Linked DNA regions of Capra hircus: region 2 is linked to region 1. A link is a contact called in public Hi-C data. All regions are on one chromosome and are shown on one strand. The core of a region is the stretch at or near the end of the contact, and the rest is flanking DNA. Distances in the headings are between cores, read along the strand shown. Region 1 overlaps ZFAND2A (AN1-type zinc finger protein 2A). Region 2 holds the start of GPER1 (G-protein coupled estrogen receptor 1).

The links. A called contact is a pair of places that touch in the nucleus more often than the background predicts.
Region 2: a contact with region 1 is called in a Hi-C map of blood, with 5 times the contacts expected there. The contact joins the promoter of GPER1 here to the enhancer-like site in region 1. A contact is called at or near these places in 2 of 5 Hi-C or Micro-C datasets (both in blood).

What each region holds. Positions count from the first base shown.
Region 1 is chr25:42,366,757-42,371,125 of ARS1.2, reverse strand. It overlaps ZFAND2A (AN1-type zinc finger protein 2A), which reads right to left. Exons shown (of 5, transcript XM_018040941.1): 1 at 4,323-4,369; 2 at 1,182-1,313. Among named protein-coding and RNA genes, the nearest start is that of ZFAND2A, 2.5 kb to the right of the region's middle. Within about 2 kb of position 1,770, at least 2 of the 5 cell types and tissues checked have an H3K27ac peak or open chromatin away from gene starts, as enhancers often do.
Region 2 is chr25:42,537,349-42,541,717 of ARS1.2, reverse strand. GPER1 (G-protein coupled estrogen receptor 1) reads left to right here and starts at 2,186. Exons shown (of 1, transcript XM_018039918.1): 1 at 2,186-3,452. The coding sequence starts at 2,287. The coding sequence ends at 3,351.

The sequences.
Region 1 (4,369 bases), core at 521-3,020:
ATAATCGACTTTGTCCTGCACTGAGCGCGGGAAGCAGGGAGCGGCTGGAGCACACGGAGACGGCCGAGGACCGGAAGCCAGAACCCGCGGCGGCAGACGGCGACTCGGCCTCACAGGAGCGGGGCCTGGAGACGCGCTGGAGGCTGAGAGAGGGGGCCGCGCAGTCCACATCCCGGAGGACCACTGGTCGGCCCGGGGAGCGCGCAGAGCGGGGCCATGCGGGAGGCCCTCGAGCCCCTTCTCTGAGTGCGGGACAGGCCGCAGCCAGCCCGGGGCTCCTCAGACACCGAGGTGGTCATGGGTGGCGGCTCCGACTCCGCCTGAAGCTCTGCAGTGGCCAAGAGATGTTCTGAAAAGGGATGAACGCAAAACTGCAAAAGATGAAAGGAACAGCCCGGCCTTTAGGGAAAGCTCGCGGACGAGCAGGACGCGCTCAGCACACGCGACACCCTGCAAGCTGGTGCGGAGGCTTGGGGGAGGAGGCTGTGCCTCCAGGAGACCCCTCCCCACAGCAGAGCTGCCCTGACCGCCGCGAGCCTGAGTGACCAGGACCCAGCACCGAGCACCCACACGGGGACACAGAGATGGGAACTTGGGGGAGAACAGGCCGGCCCAGCAGGGCCAGCACAGAGGAGCGCGGGCAGAGCGGGCGCGGGCCCAGGGCTCCCAGTCTGCGAGGCTCAGCCCGCGTGAGGCTGCCACACCGGGACAAGGCGCTCACGGGCGCCCACGAGCGCCAGGAGCGCCGCCGGAGCGAGGGTGCCGGGCCCCGCAGCAGCGGGGAAGGCAGGCGGCCCCACGCCCACTCCCGACGGACAGACGAGCGCTGGGGTCTGCGCGCCATCAGAGCGTGCTGCGCTGCCTCCTGGGAGCTCAGGAAAAAAGTGCACGTGGGCAGGGATTCCGAGAAACCACGCTAACTCTCCGCCTTCAGAGAAACAGTGAGACTCCTGTAAGGAAAGCAAACCCTAACGTAGACCCTGATAATGAGGAAACACACTTGTGAGCCCACGCCGCTCACAGTCCACGAGAAACACTCGGCAAACTGTTCAGTTCAGCCGCTCGGCTGTGTCCAACTGCTTCGACCCTGAGGACTGCAGCCCGAAGGCCTCCCTGTTGTTCACCGACGATCGTTAGGGTCTAACTCTACCTCTCCGCCGAGGACGCGGCACCCGCCTCACCTTCGCTGTCTCCTGCCCGGGGGGACGCCGACAGTCTCCATCCACGTGCGCTCCGACCGCCACATCGGGGCTCTCCCCCCGTCTCACTGGGACAGGGCCATTACAGGGTGGGCACACCAGGACCCGGCCATCCTAAACAACAAGCGTGAGACGACAGGGCTGATCAGAGAACCAAACTCACGCACACGACAGAAAGGACCGTCCTCACGGGAGGACTGGCAGTCAGCTCGGGCGGACCCCAGGGGAGCCAATGCCCAACGGACAATCACCCGCCCGCAGAGACCCCCCGAGGAGAGCCGGGGAGGCCACCCAGGAGGGCAGCGGGCGGGCAGTCCGGATGGCCAGCCTCGGGACGGCAGGGCCGTCTGTCCGGCACCAGGAGTGAGTGGAGAAGCTGCCCAGATGCCTCCAGGGCGGGCGGGGCTGCCAGGAGCCAACGCCAGCTGAGGAGCCTCGGCCCCGCCGGCCAGCGGCCCTCCCGATGCTCACGGGGCTTCCGCCATGCCCACACGGGCAGATGTGGCCACCCGCCAAGCCCAGGACGGGGGCTCTGGAAGGGTGCAGCAGGGCACGAAGCAGCGGAGCGCCTGGCACGGTCAGCACTCCTCAGGGCCAGGCCGGGCTGGCTTCCCTCGGGAGCGGTCCCTCAGGGCCAGGCCGGGCTGGCTTCCCTCGGGAGCGGTCCCTCAGGGCCAGGCCGGGCTGCCTTCCCTCGGGAGCGGTCCCTCAGGGCCAGGCCGGGCTGGCTTCCCTCGGGAGCGGTCCCTCAGGGCCAGGCCGGGCTGGCTTCCCTCGGGAGCGGTCCCTCAGGGCCAGGCCGGGCTGGCTTCACTCGGGAGGGATCCCTCAGGGCCAGGCTGGGCTGGCTTCACTCGGGAGCACACTGAGGTGATGCTGATGTGGGCGGGTGACAGGTAACCCCAGAGTGCCTGGAATCGGAGCTGAACACCACCCAGGGGCACTCCCACAGCTGGCCCGTGGGCGAGTTAAGCAAGCAAGCAATGCTGAGTCATCTCTAGGCAGACTCACCCTATCCAGGGAAACAGGAAGGTCAAGTCAACAAAACCACAGTTTTGCCTGGTCCTTGGTGCTGGCGAACATGAGTCACCCTCCCCCGCCCCCATGGATCAGTGAGGGCCCAGACCACAGCCAACACTGGTCTAAGCCTGAAAGGCCACCATCTGCACATCTGAGCTGCCACCATGGGGAACCAGCAGAGTGCTGGCTAAACTAAATGTTTCAACAAGTTAAGTAAGCTTGGAGGGTCTGGATACAGCAACTGATTCCAGGAACCCTCGAGAATAACCTGTGGTTTTTGAGCTGCGCGGCCCGAGCTTCCTGGGAAGGTGGACGCTCCTCCCTGCCCTGTCCACACAGGACTAACCTAATCCTAACAGGACTTTATGGCTCCTTTCACTCCAGCTGAGCTTCAGCTACATGTGGCTCGCGTCCACTACCTCAGGCAGCGCAGCTCTGGAGAGGGAGGATCAGAATCTTCAGAAAGAAGTATGATCGATTACCTTGGTGAATGCAAGGGGACCCTTATGTGCAGCATACGTAACTGATCTTTACAGAAATCTTGTTTACACGCGTCACATTTTAACGGAAGAAAATCTATTAAAAAAAAAAAACCAAAACAGTGAAGTGCTTTAAAGACTAGTATTTACCTTCCCTGAGTTCATATAACGCCTGTCAAACACATCCTCGAGGTATTACAAGAGAATAAAATGATTGGGATCTGTGAACTTCACAACGCCAGCAACACTGCAGAATGGGTGCAGCTACCCTTTCCAGAGAGATCTCAGCTCAGGGGGCACCTGAGTGTCTAAGCAGCACTCTTCATCCACCCAGCGCGGGCAGCCAGCCTCCTACCGGGCTGTACAGAGCCTCAACCTCAGTCCAGCACCTCATTGCTGAAGAGCCCCAAGGGCCAAGACCCAAAGGACGTCAGCTGACAAAGACAACGGCCGGTTCTCCCGGCACGCAGATGACAGAACGCCCAACTTCTGCTGCGGTTCTCTCAAAACTGCTCGCCTAGCTGCCTGCACGCTTTCTCTGAACAGTGCTTCCCCAAATCAGGGAACTCCATTGTAAGAACGTGTCCAAAGCACAGACGGCAGAGTAAAACGTCACCTGCAAGAATCAGGAAGACTTAGAGAAAAGCAACCACGGCCTGAACTTCAGTCACCAGGATTTATAGCACAGCTGGTCAAAGCAAACACACACTGCAAACGCCTAGGTCAGCTGGGCTCCCACAGGGGACCACGCCTCACAACTCTCGTCTTTCAGCAAAAAGGAAAATAGCCGTCTTAGGATAAGTACCAGCTCCTTCAGAATTAACCCCATTGAAAGGTTGTTCTTCAGTCCTTTTAATTTCTAGTTTATGAAGCTCAACCCGAATTTAGGTTTTCATTAATCCATACTTTGATTCATATTGACGAGAACATCTCATATTCAATTGGCACAGTCACCAAAGGAAGCTTCAGCCTTGGTGAACTTTAAATCCCCATTTCATCTACTGAATATACTTGTTGACATAAACAAAACTCCGTTACCAGGTGCTAAATCCCATTAACTAACTGCAGGAGCCCGGAGAGATTCGCCTCGGTCCCCTCCTGCTCTAACTCCCTGATGCATTGAGTCTTACTTAGAATTTACTCCTTAACGACCATCAGCCTGGAGTTGACGGGGGAAGGGCAAGAAGTCAACTCACCAGTGGGAAACAGGCATAGGAACAGCCAGGCCACCGCACTTGAGCGGAAACCGCATCCCCGGGGCGCCTCGCAGGCTCCCCTCGATCAGGCACCCACTCTCGAGCTCTGGTCCCTCCCAGAGCCCACGTCCCCAGGGCCTTCTCCGGGCTCGCCCGTCAGCTCTCTCCGCTCCCCGGGGTGTCCCCGGTGCCCGGGACACTCTGGCCACGGCTCACGCCCGCTCCTGCCCCCGGGCCTCGGGTTAGAGCGTCGCTAACGCCCGCCTCACCCTGCCCGACCCTCATTTCCTCTGTTCTGGAGTTCCTTCCCCAGGACCCGCTCGCTCGGCCTCCCACGGCAGCTTCGCACGCGCCTCTCGGCTCCAGCGGTCAGCGACACCGAGCGGGTGTGCGGGAACCGCTCCATCGCGGCCCGACCAGAGACCCACCTCAGTCCCGCCGTGGTCGCGCTGTCGGCGATGCGTCCGCGGGGCCA
Region 2 (4,369 bases), core at 937-3,436, 170 kb before region 1:
CCGCAGGGTGAGGGAGACCGGCACTGAGGGGGTTACAGGCGGGCTTGCGGAAGGCCACTGCGCCTATAAAGCCTGCAGCCGCCAGGGGCAGGCCTGGCCGGAGGGCGGCGGGCAGGCTGGCTGAGGGCTGGGTGCCGCGCTTCCTGCCCCTCCCCGCTCCTTGCTAGAGCCCTGCAAAGGCCCTGATTCCACCCCAGTCCAGAATCACTGCTGGGAGACGCTGGGAGGCTGGCTGAGCCCCGCTCCCAGGGACGGGACAGGTCCGCTCAGGGCAACACACGTCGGGTGGCCAGAGGCAGCACAGGTAAGGGGGTCCCAGGCGCCCGGATGGGCAGGGGCCAGGCAGCTGGGTTGGGCGGGCTCGCCTGGGGTGGTTAACAGCGGCCGGGCCGATGTGGACAACCCAGGCGCCCCCACTGGGACTTCAATACGGAGGCTCAGCGGGAAGGTTCTTTTGTATCACAGGACAGCGGGGATGGTGAACGGTTTTTGTCCTCTGACAGCCGGCACTTTGCTTTCTCCTTCAGTGAGATGCCCACCAGCCTGAGATTAATTTAATATGTAGAACACATAGCTAATAGATCTCCCTGGAAAAGGAAATGGCAGCCCACTCCAGTGTTCTTGCCTGGAAAATCCCATGAACAGAAGAGTCTGGCGGGCTACAGTCCCCGGGGTCGCAAAGAGTCAGACGCGGCTGAGCCACTCAGCACGAGAGAGCTCACAAGAACGCGGCTCGTCTTCCTAGATCTGGACAAGTGGTGGCAATCTGAGACAAGGCCCCACTGTTTAACACTCGCCTTTCTATCTGTGAATTCGTGGCCAACTTTCATGAGCAAAGTGTGTAGCAGTTAAGACTCACGCCTGTCTTTTCTCAAGACTAGCACAGAAACAGCAGCAACGGTGGAGGATGGGAGAGCACTCGGGAAAGAAGAGGGCAGGGGAGCACTGTGGAGGCCGGGTGTGCCCCACGGCTCTGCTGGCCTTGAACTTCCGGAGATCAGCCCACAACCTCCCAAATCCCCACATTAAAAGAGCAAAGCAAATACTCTTAAGCAGCTTTTACAAAGAAATTTAAAAACAGAGGCTCTAAACATTACAGATGGGATCCAAGAACAGTGGCGTTTATCTGGTTCAAATTGGGATTACTGACCAGAGACGAATAGATAGCATGGAGCCACCAGTAAGATCCAGTGTATCAGCCCCAGAAGCAGAGGCTACCGAGTCTTTTTAAAGTAACTGACTCGCGGGTCCTGATGTATCTCTTTGCTTTCCTTGTTTTTAACGGTGCTTTCAAGCGCTTGCTCAGGAAGTGTCTGTTGCTTTGGCAACACTTTGGAAGCGATTCCCAACCATCTGCAGGTGAGGCCGGTTGCTAGGGCTCCTTGCTCCCACCCAGCTGCCTGGCCGCCTACCCCCCACCGCAGCCCGGGATGCCCCGCTACCCCAGGCCCTGCCCAGAGGCTCAGGGAGCACATGAGGAGAGCCTGCGTCCAGCTGGGCGCTGGCGGCCACCAGGGCAGGACTGGCAAAAGCAGAGGTCCGGGAGGGTTTCCCTCCCAGCCTCCTGGTCACAGCGCTTCTAGGCTGCAGGCAGCAGGAAGGAGATACTTCTGGTTTTACAATAACCGACAAAACTAAGACAAATTTTAAAATTTAGGTCCTGAAACAATGACCACTTTTTTCCATTTCATGTTATGAAAACAACTTCACGTTCAGCACCCGAACTCAGGATTGGCCAGGACCACTGGGTCCCTGCACCTGTGCAGCTGAAGAGCAAAGCCGGCTGCACCTTTGGCGTGCGCTGGGTCCACTCTTCCAGAGAGTCACCTTTCCCCTCTCATCCTCCTAAGGCTCCCCACCCCCCACCAAGACACCCCGCCCTGCTCCCTCCAGAGCTGTCTCTGGCGGGCCTCAGGCCCAGGGCCCTGGAGCCTCGGGAGAACCCGGGTGTGTGATATCTGTGTGTGACTCCCCTGCTCCAGCTCAGGGCTGGCCACCCTCCGGGCGGAGGGGACACACCCCAGCCCACCCACGCGTGTGTGCCCCCCCCCGCCGGCGCACCCTGGCACCCGCTGACCCTCTGCTCTCGCTTCCCAGGTGCCCCAGAGTGAGGGCGCAGCCTCTGGCTGCACAGGTGCCCAGGGACCCGCTCTGGCCTCACGGTCGCCTGGCTCACTTCCAGGAGCACCACCTCTCTCTCAAGATGCGTTTCCTGCTCAGCACGGGCTTCCGGGAGCAGCGCAGCGCATCCTGAGAGGCCCGCCGCCCCCGCGGCCCCGGCTCGACATGGAGCTGCCGACCGGCGCCTACAACGGCACTGCCGCAGGGCTGGAGCTGCCGCGCGCGCTGGCCAACGGCTCGGCGGCGCTCTCGGAGCGGCAGCAGTACGCCATCGGGCTCTTCCTCTCCTGCCTGTACACCGTCTTCCTCTTCCCCATCGGCTTCGTGGGCAACCTGCTCATCCTGGTGGTGAACATCCGCTTCCGGGAGAAGATGACCATCCCCGACCTGTACTTCATCAACCTGGCAGCCGCAGACCTCATCCTGGTGGCAGACTCGCTCATCGAGGTGTTCAACCTGGACGAGCAGTACTACGGCATCGCCGCGCTCTGCACCTTCATGTCGCTCTTCCTGCAGGCCAACATGTACAGCAGCGTCTTCTTCCTCACCTGGATGAGCTTCGACCGCTACCTGGCCCTGGCCAAGGCCGTGCGCTGCGGCCCGCTCCGCACCAAGCCCCGCGCGCGGCTGAGCTGCGGCCTCATCTGGCTGGCCTCCGTGTCCGCCACGCTGGTGCCCTTCACGGCCGTCCACCTGCAGCACGGCGAGGACGCGTGCTTCTGCTTCGCGGACGTGCGGGAGGTGCAGTGGCTGGAGGTCACGCTGGGCTTCGTGCTGCCCTTCGCCGTCATCGGCCTCTGCTACTCGCTCATCGTGCGCGCGCTGGTGAGCGCGCCGCGGCGCCGCGGCCTGCGCCCGCGGAGGCAGAAGGCGCTGCGCATGATCCTGGCCGTGGTGCTGGTCTTCTTCGTGTGCTGGCTGCCCGAGAACGTCTTCATCAGCGTGCACCTGCTCCAGCGCGCGCCGCCCGGGGCCGCGCCCTGCCAGCGCTCCCCGCGCCACGCCCACCCGCTGGCCGGCCACGTGGTCAACCTGGCCGCCTTCTCCAACAGCTGCCTCAACCCGCTCATCTACAGCTTCCTCGGGGAGACCTTCCGCGACAAGCTGCGGCTCTACCTGGAGCAGAAAACCGGCCTGTCGGCCTTGAACCGCCTCTGCCACGCGGCCCTGAAGGCCGTGGTCCCGGACGGCGCAGAACAGGCCGAGGTGAAGCTCAGCAGCGCCGTGTAGGGGCCGCAGGAGTGGACGGCGCGCCCCACGCGGCCCTGGGGCATCTGTCCGCCGGCTGCTCCCACAGAGCCGTCCCCTGCCTCCGGCACACGCTGGGCCCGGGGCAGACGCTTCTGAAGCCCCTAAGGAGAGCAGAAGGGAGGTCACTGGGATGAAGCAGCCTTGTTTCCAGGCAGATGTGCCGTGAACCCGCCATCTCGGGGACAGAACTCACGGCTGACGTGAGCTGGAGGCGTGGGGTGCGCTCCACGGCGGGTGTGCACCAGGCCCCCACGCCTCCCTCCATACCGGGGGGCACCTCTGTGCACAGCATCTCTGCACCTCCTGAAGGGTGGGGCGCAGCAGGTGTGTGAAGAGCCTGCCTCTGAAACGGAGTGGACAGTGGCGACGTAGACAGAGACCCTTCTTGCTAAAATATAAGAAAGAAGACCTAACAAGTCTGGGGCTGTTCAGCCTTTTGTCAATAAAACTGTCGCCAATGCCTCTGACTTCTCCATCTAACTGGTTCCCTGCGGGGGAGGGGAGCACTCAGACTCAGCCGCAGGGCCGCCCCTTCCTCACCAGAGAAACACCCTGTGTCAGGAGGCCAGCCCCCTGGCCAGATGACGCTGAGCCCTGGATGCCCCCGGCACGTGGAGGGCACCCCACACACGTTGCACACTCTGGGCACCAGGATAAGCTTCTTGGAGGGGCCTTCAGAGGGGAACGCTGGACAACGTTTAGGTGACAGGAGATGAGCCAGCTTTAGTTCTAACAGCTCTTCATGGGTGCAAACCTCCAAAAAGAGCCTTTGTCCCGAGCAGGTACCTGCGTTCACCAGGCGTCTCCAGCGACTCAGGCCCCACTGAGGCTTGCTTCCCCTGTGAGCGCCTGTCTGAGCAGGTGAGCACTCTTACCGAGCCCCCGACCCTGGCAAGTCCCCGTTGCAGGAGGAGCCCCGGGGCGGGGTGCTCACCTGCTCTTGTCCCAGCGGGGGCGGGGAGACAGCGTGTTAGAGAGCCAGGCCTGTCCCAGCCCC